Linked DNA regions of Mus musculus: region 2 is linked to region 1. Evidence: chromatin contacts called from public Hi-C data. All regions are on one chromosome and are shown on one strand. Each heading gives the region's core, a stretch centred on a gene start, on an enhancer-like site or on the middle of the called end of the contact. The rest is flanking DNA. Distances are from core to core; before and after follow the strand shown. Region 1 overlaps Slit3 (slit guidance ligand 3). Region 2 overlaps Slit3 (slit guidance ligand 3).

Region 1 (3,856 bases), core at 126-2,625:
CCTTCACTCACAAACCTACTGGTTACACCTGGTTTCTGTCTCTGCATTGGTGCTTAATTATTACTAACGAAGCCTACACTCATAACTCTAGAGCCCTCTTAACTGTCCTCCTTAATTTCTGTGTCGCCCCCTTCCAAGTCAGAGAGGACTGCTCTATAGGTGGTCCTCAACTCTACTGCCACCGGAGAGGACTTCTTCAAATTCTAACCAGATGGTCGCTTTCTTGATGATACTCTTTCTGTTGCTTATCTTACATAAAGGCTGCTCCCAACTTCCTCACAAAAGCAGTACAAGACTGCCCCCAACACAGCCCGTAGACTCTGCCATCTACAGGAATGCATAGACTCTAAGCCTAGGGTGTGGCTTCTGAAGAGACCCACTTATCCTTCCAACTGGAACTCAGACTCTCTTTCTTTGGGACACTGTTAAACTAGGACTACCTAGCTGCCCCTCCTCCATGTCCCTGTCACACCTCTGCTTACAAGATCATGGTGTCATTTTATACTTCACATCTGTCTTCCTCAACCACACATGGTCTTAAAGAAGAGATTGTATCTCATTCGTCTTTTCGTTCAGGCTTTTATTTTAAAAGAGCTGGAGAGATGGCAGGGTGGAAGGAGAGTTTAATGGACAGATACACGGATCGGTCTGTGGATCACTGAAATGGTTCAGTTCAACAGTGGTCAAAGCTTCTGAACATGTGTTGCACGCATGGCTAAATGCAAGATGGTCTTCAACAACCCCTTTACAAAGACAAGCTGTGTTTCTTAAAGCTCCACAGTTGAAGTCGAAAAACTATGAGGGCAACTCAGCAACCAGGAGGCTTTGACCTTGATCCAGAGCAAAGCTCAGAGGTGCTTCTGCTCATAGAAGAAAAGGAGGCACATGCATGGGCCCTCTCCTAGCTTAACCTGCCTTGCCTCCTGCTGACCTTATCTCTGCTGGCCTCACCCAGGTCCATTCGGCTCTACATTCAGCCCACTGTTCATTCTAACTCGAACAGTGGCTAGAGATGGCCACCTCCAGTGCCAGAGTCACATCAAAGCAGGTGGCATCAAAGCATCAAGGCCAACCACCATCTGCAACTTTCAGGAGAACAGCTTGTTTCTCTCTATTCCATACTCAATAACTCGGATAACTGGCCTCCTTGCTTGAAGTTTGACTTTCAAACCAGTCTAGTGCTCCCACAGGGAGCCAAGCAGAAGACCATTGTCCAATTGTTTCACCAAGGAAAACAGAATAAGTCTTAGAGTGATCTAGAAATACAACATTAAGCTTCTGATATGGAGAATTGGCACGCGAACCAACCAGTCAACGGTGGAAAGGCCCTGGGGCTACTGGGATCAGAGCCCAGCCTGGCCGCCAGGAATCCTCATTCAGGGGTTGAGAAGCAGCCGGCAAAGCACAATTGGCTAAATTTGGTTGTGTTTTTATTTTTGTCCAGCCATAAATACCGGCAAAGAAATGAAAACTATTCCTTTCCTTCCGGGAGCCTCAGAGCCAGGCTGGCTTTATTTTTAGCTGCTAGTCTAGGGCTTTTAGCACACTAAATACTCTGTCCACTACTATAAGAGGCAGTGGGCTAGACTCTAGGGGTTTTGCCTAGACCGAGAGTTGGGTGTCTGAACTGAATTCTTCCCAGACTTTGTGCAATTATGATGACAAGGGTGGCTCCAGACAGAACCAAAGAGGGACTCAGTTCTTGTCCAAAGGGTCCCCAAGAGAGTCCTTTTCAGGAAAGGCAGAGTGCTCAGAGCAGATCAGTGTCTGGAGAGGGTGGAAGAAGTCGCAACTGTAGATGAAAAGAAGCAGAAGAATTGTAGATTGGGAATGGGCCCGGGTACTTTTATTCTGTGAAGGTTTTGAGTGCCCTGATTCAGGACCTGAAGCTAGCTAACTATGACCAGATCCTGCTACAGCACCCCTGAGAGATGATGTGGCCTCGGTCTGGCCTGGATACTTGGCTTTGAATTTATTATGTAAGAGGCAAGAGGACAATAACAACCCAGCCTTAAGCTCTACTTGGAGAGACTGCCAGGGCCGCAGGAAACATAGCATTTGGTATGCAGAGCAGAGGTTGGGAGCAGCCATCCCTAGCATCATTATCACGAGGGCCTTCATGTGACATTCAGTATTCCACATGTTCTAGGCCAGTTCTTCCTGGAACCAGAGGAGTAGTGTCATTTGCATTTGGAAAACAGAGGGTCAAAGGGCTTAGTAACTTGTCCTTAGCTCTACAGTGAGAGAATAATCCAGCCAAGCCTAAAACCAGCACTGATGAGCCTCAGTCCTAACACCATGCCTTCAGTGGGACCAGTGACCTCTATATGCTATGAAGAGACTTATCACTGAACACATAGGAGCTGCTCTAAGCAGGGAACTAGGTTCCTCTGCCTTGAGTCCTCCAGTTTCATGATAAGAGTGTGCAAACACGATGTCAAACGTGATTTTATTTTTTTATTTAAGCAGAAAGCAACTAATGGATACTGAATGTAGAATGGTGTCTACCCGGGATGTTAGAAGGGAAAATCAGGGAGTTGTTAAATGGATAGTATAATTGTGTGAGACGGAAGTGTCCTGGAGATTCGTCCTACAGCCAGGAGAATACAGTCCACATGACTGTGCCTCCTACCTCCGAACTGTGTGCTTAGAAACTGAGAGGACAGCTAATTTCATGTGGTATGATTTCGCCATCCTTTTTAACAATTAGAAATAAGATCTCAAGTATTGGGGTCAGACCATCGTAGAGGCAGGCAGCGGGTTGGAGCGTTTCCTGTCCTACTTCCCAGCCTTTCTGTTCCGTCTTCCCTATGATCAGAAGCTTCCTCAGCAGCATCCCTGGTCCCACCCCACATGGCACAGACTTTGTCAGGGCTAAGGTGCATGCTCTGTGAAGGGCGTTCATTAGGCGACATTGTGATGCTTCTCTGTCTCGTGCTTGGCCCTTTCTGACCTGCTTTGAGTCCCTGGTTCCACCAAAGATTTTGTCTATAGAATGGGAGGAGATAGTAGTTAAGTCTCCCTTCCCAGAGTCATGTTTTCTTAGAGTACATGTAGGGAAAGGAGCAGGCTTGGACTTCGTTTCAGAGAAGTGGGGTGCAGGTCCTGCTTTCCTCCTCAGTTTGTTTAGCTCTAACATGGGGGTAACAGTTATTCCAGGTAACTGCGTTTCACCTATGAATAGATGCAATGCCGAAGAACATGGAGCTAGCTAAGAACAGGCCTCTCTCCAGGTTGATTACCTACCTCAAGAAAGCATTCCTCATCAACATCAGAACAGGGGCTTGGTATGCCCCGGTCCTTTCTGGTCTCAGCCACGTTCAGAAGAAACTTGGGCTGTTTTCTGTGTTACCAAGTTTTAAGTCACTGAGACTACAATACCTGACATAGGTTAGGAAGGTAAGGTTTTTTGTTTTTGTTTTTGCTTTCGTTTTTTAATTTGGCTTTCTCTTCAGAGAGTTTCAGTCTATCTTGTCAGGAAAGGCAAGGAGGAGAAGCTCACTTGGTGGGAGACAGATTGTGTGATGAAAGCTACTTGTACCATGGTAGACCAGAACGCCAAAGAATATTGGAACCTTCAAAGGCCCTTTCCTAATGATATATTTCTATCAGCTAGACCCCACCACTAAAACTTCCACAGAATCTCATCCCATAAATATGTCTTAATTGTTTTTAGCTCAGAAGAAAGTAAACTTTTAGGTTGAAATGAATACTTTCAATAGATTTATGGTGTACTTATTTTTATACTTGCTCAGATATGACCTGAGAAAATTTCTCATGGACAAAGCATCCCATAAAAGCCAAAGGGCCAAGGACCCATGAATGTCATGATACAGCTCTGCTGTGCTCCCAAGAG
Region 2 (3,961 bases), core at 1,309-3,808, 180 kb after region 1:
TGGTCTGCTGGCCTGTGGTCAGCTCATCAGCGGAGATCCGCCCGTTCCCATCCTTAGCAGAACTGAGTCAAGAATCCTCCAGCTTGGTGTGACAACAGAGCACTCACGAGAACCTTTAAACAGTCAGAAGGGTGGCCATGGAAAGGGTCTGCAGTGTAGACTTACATTTCCAGGCTACTCTCCTTAGCCTCTTGTGCCTCTAATGTGTCAGCTGTGTACTTATTCCTAGGAGTATTGGGTGAAGCAGGCACTGGAGCACACCCCACCTGACCTCTCATTTCTTATAAGAAGGGGATTTGAGCTTGGGACAGGTGTAGAATTTATTGAGGGTCCAGCTCTGGTGTCTGGCAGCCTAGGGATCAGGCTCAGACTCTCACTGGCTGGCTTTCAGCTTAGTTTCTCCCACTTTTCTGCGGCCACGGGACAGGAACTAATGCTCTCCTTTTCTGTATACTTTGCTCATGATGCTTTAGAAACTCAGACGGAGTATCCCTTGTGCAGAGTGCTTGAGATTGGCATAGGTTGGGATTTGCAATGGGGACAAATTTTGGAATCTTTGCCTATACATGAGATGTCTTGGGTCAGGGCCTAAGTCTATAAAGATATAATTCATTTATGCTTTATATACACAGGATGAAAGGATTTTGATAGTATTTTAGTACACCAGCCCATCACGGAAACTCTGGTGTGGCTATTTCCACTGTGGCTTCACACAGTCACTCAGTGCAGTCCAGATTGGAGATTTCAGCTGGGTTTAGGAGGCTTAGTCGGAAGTGAAGGTCTGCTTGTCCTATCATTACTTCTTCTCGTGTTTGCCCAGCTTGGTTAGCATACAGAGCCTCGTATACAGAATGCCTCTAACCAGAGCACAGGCGGGAGGTTAGCTGAGACTTGTCACCCCTCACTGTCTTGTGTCCTCTCTAATTACAAGTGCACACAGTCCCCTGAAGACTGGAAAGCCCTTGCTGCTATCCTCTGAGCAGTTTGCTGCCCCCAAGTTTGTAATTCTGTCTGGCTCAAGAGTGACTTGAGCTGGTTCCTTCCTCTCTTGCAGTTATTTTTACTCCCTGTGGAGTTTGTTTTGGAAAGGCAGTTTTTTAAAAGTTTCCCTCTCTAACAAGAGTTTTGTTAGATTTTTTTTGTAGACCCAAAACAACAACAACAAAAGACCATTTCTTAAAGATACATACTTAGCTTATTCATTCATGCCTGGATTTGCCTGCTCTCCCTGGCTTTGTCAAAGGGCCATTCTTCCTCGGTGTTTTCCAAAGCTTTCCTGTTTTCAGGAGAGCTTTCTAATAAAACCCCTGAATGCAGTGGTGTGTCTTGCAGCCTCCTGGGCTCGGGGCTTTGGCAATGTAAATGTCCATTAGTTTGGCAAGCAAGAGTTTGCTCCAGCAGGATTTGTTCACAAAAGAGACATGCAGAAAGGTTGTCAGGCTAAAGTGAACTGTGAGGGCAGGCAGCTGGAAGTTGGAAGTGGGGAGAGCATTAGGGGGGGTCCTAGAGAAATCCCTGACTTCTTTAGGAGGCCCATTCCAGAAAGGCAGCCCTGGCTCCACATTATTCGCTTGATTCTCACTGGCCCTAAGGATATCCCAAGCGATTGTCTTCCGACCTGACATCACGGTACTTGTGTAGCTTTCTGTCCAAAGAGTCCTCAACTAGACAGCGTGTGGACTGCAGAGTACCTTAACTGTCTGTAAATAGTAGGCTGAAAGTTTCCTTCAAGTGAGATCGTCTGCTTCCTCACAGACTGCTCTGGGTCACTGTGTTCTGGGAGCCCCTTTGCGGTAATGTCTAGAAACCCAAGACACACCCCTCCTTCTTTCGTGCCAAGGAGATAGAGAGACCTGGGAAAGAGCTGAGGATAGGGCACAGAGTTCTCGATCTCTCCCCCACCAATCCAGCACGATGGGCAAGCCTAGTCTGTTCACCCCATGCCTTGAAATCAGAATGTTGTCTGTGATCCTTTCAAACGTTGAGCATTTTGTGTGCCTGTGTCGCTGAGAATGGAAGAACCACACACCAAGTTTAGAGGAGTGCAGCACCTACGTCCTGAAGCCAAACATCCACATTTGCCTGGGACTGGGAGGTTTCCCAGGACATAAGGATTTTTCATTCCCAGTAAAGTTTTCAGACAAGATGGTCACTTTAGAGACATCAGACTTCCTGACACCTTAACACGGGCGCCACACCCAGTGGGCTTCCTGCTGGAGTCTGACTGTTGGGATAACTATTCCAGTAAGAGGGGTAAATATATAAGCCATGTTTCTCAAAGATAACACCGTGAAGCCCTGGGCTGATTCACTCTGCTTCTGGTTAACGTGTACAGGTAGGAAGCTCCCACACATGTGACAGGAACCTGTGGGAAAGGATGAATAATCCCCGACACTCACCACCAAAAGAGGAAAATTAAAAATAAGTATCTGGGTGAATATATATATATATATATATATTCGTATTCAAGTCACTTTTATCTCTATTCTGCAACCAGAAGCTTCCTCTGTCTTGGATAGGCTGCCACCGTGTGGCCCTAAGCAGGCATGTGGGAAAGTAGAGGAAAGCACAGAGATGGGAATCGCCTCAGGCAACAATCAGTAGGGAAGGCAATGAGCTCAGTGCTTGTGCAAAGACTCAATTATATTGTCCAGGGCCTGGCTTCCCCTGTGGACCAGGATAATGCTCCTGGACTTGCCGCACCTCTCCAGCCCTAAACATTACGATTGCCACAAAGTTCACACATATAGAAGCTGAGGCTGGAGCTAAGTTACTCTTTCACAGTGACCTGGCACAGAGCCAGATCTCAAACCTGAGTTGGTTGGCCGTAAAGCCCTTGGCCTCCACACCAGGCATACTGGAGGGGAACCATCACAAATGGAAAAGGGGGGGATGGGATGGCCTGCGGGAGCCAGCTCTTCTGGAAGAGGTAAGCCTGACTAATTTAAAGGATGGATGGGTGCATCAGGAGAGAATCCAGAATCCAAGGTGTGGAACCCAGAGCAGAGAGGGAGAAATAGGATCCTCTGCTGAGGTAAAGGTTAATGGAGGAGACAAGTTATGAAGTAGCCAGTGAGGCATGAGTAGGAACCCGAAAACAGCTAGGAACGGGAGGCCGGTGGACAGTGTGCTCAAAGTCCTTACACTGTAGACTGCGTCTTCTAGCAGCAACGAGTACCTGTGTGGCTGTTGACTTAACACTTGTGAAGCATTCAATCCACTTTTGATTTATTGGTGGAAGTTCTGTGAACTGTGCGTTCGGATAACCCCATTACATATAGGAGGAAACAGCCAAAGAGAGGTGGCCGCCATAATAAAAAAGGGACTCACAGCTTGAGGGAAAACAGTTGCTTTTGGTGGAAAGAGCCATCCTCAGTCTGTCGGTGAGAGGCAGTAAGGGAAGGTGTTTGAAGTTGGGGCAGCTCAAGGACACAGAAGGCGAGGGTCTCAGTGTTGGTGATCTGGCTGGTATTTGTGTTGAAAGTCTCCTCCCCATGACAGGGATGGTGGCATCATCCAGTAATTCCAAACTCTGGCTTTATAGGCAGAAACCTGAGGATGACAAGTTCAAGGCTTGCCTTTGGTACAGACAGAGTTCAAGGTCAACATGGACAACTTATCGAGACCCTTTCTCAAAAATAAAAAGTGAAATGAAGTGTGTGTGTGGTGGGGGGGGGGTCTAGTTAACTAGTAGAGTACTCGTCTAGTATTCGTGAGGCTCTAAACTCTACCCACAGTATTAGAAAACAACAGAAACAGAGGAAGCGGGAGGAACTGGAGAGGCAGCTCAGTGGTTAGGGACATTGGCTGCTCAGGTTCCCTCCCAGCACAAACATGATGGCTAAGCCAGCCATAACTCTAGTTCTAGGGGGATCAGATGCCCTCCTCTGACCCTTAGGGCAGCAGGCACACACGAGGTATATATACATGCAGGGAAAACACATATAAATAATCATATACA

What was found. A called contact is a pair of places that touch in the nucleus more often than the background predicts.
Region 2: a Hi-C map of cerebellum shows a contact between it and region 1, with 2.6 times the contacts expected there. The contact joins two enhancer-like sites. A contact is called at or near these places in 1 of 15 datasets of contacts at CTCF or cohesin (the NIH/3T3 cell line), 3 of 484 Hi-C or Micro-C datasets (cerebellum, embryonic fibroblasts and embryonic stem cells) and 1 of 115 datasets of contacts at active chromatin or transcription factors (heart atrium).

Annotation. Positions count from the first base shown.
Region 1 is chr11:35,230,511-35,234,366 of GRCm38.p6, forward strand. All of the region lies in intron 3 of Slit3 (slit guidance ligand 3), which reads left to right. Among named protein-coding and RNA genes, the nearest start is that of Gm33453, 6.2 kb to the left of the region's middle. Within about 2 kb of position 1,376, at least 29 of the 459 cell types and tissues checked have an H3K27ac peak or open chromatin away from gene starts, as enhancers often do. A contact at or near this core is called in cerebellum and heart atrium, where this site is marked.
Region 2 is chr11:35,405,248-35,409,208 of GRCm38.p6, forward strand. All of the region lies in intron 4 of Slit3 (slit guidance ligand 3), which reads left to right. Among named protein-coding and RNA genes, the nearest start is that of Gm46277, 120 kb to the left of the region's middle. Within about 2 kb of position 2,559, at least 23 of the 459 cell types and tissues checked have an H3K27ac peak or open chromatin away from gene starts, as enhancers often do. A contact at or near this core is called in cerebellum and heart atrium, where this site is marked.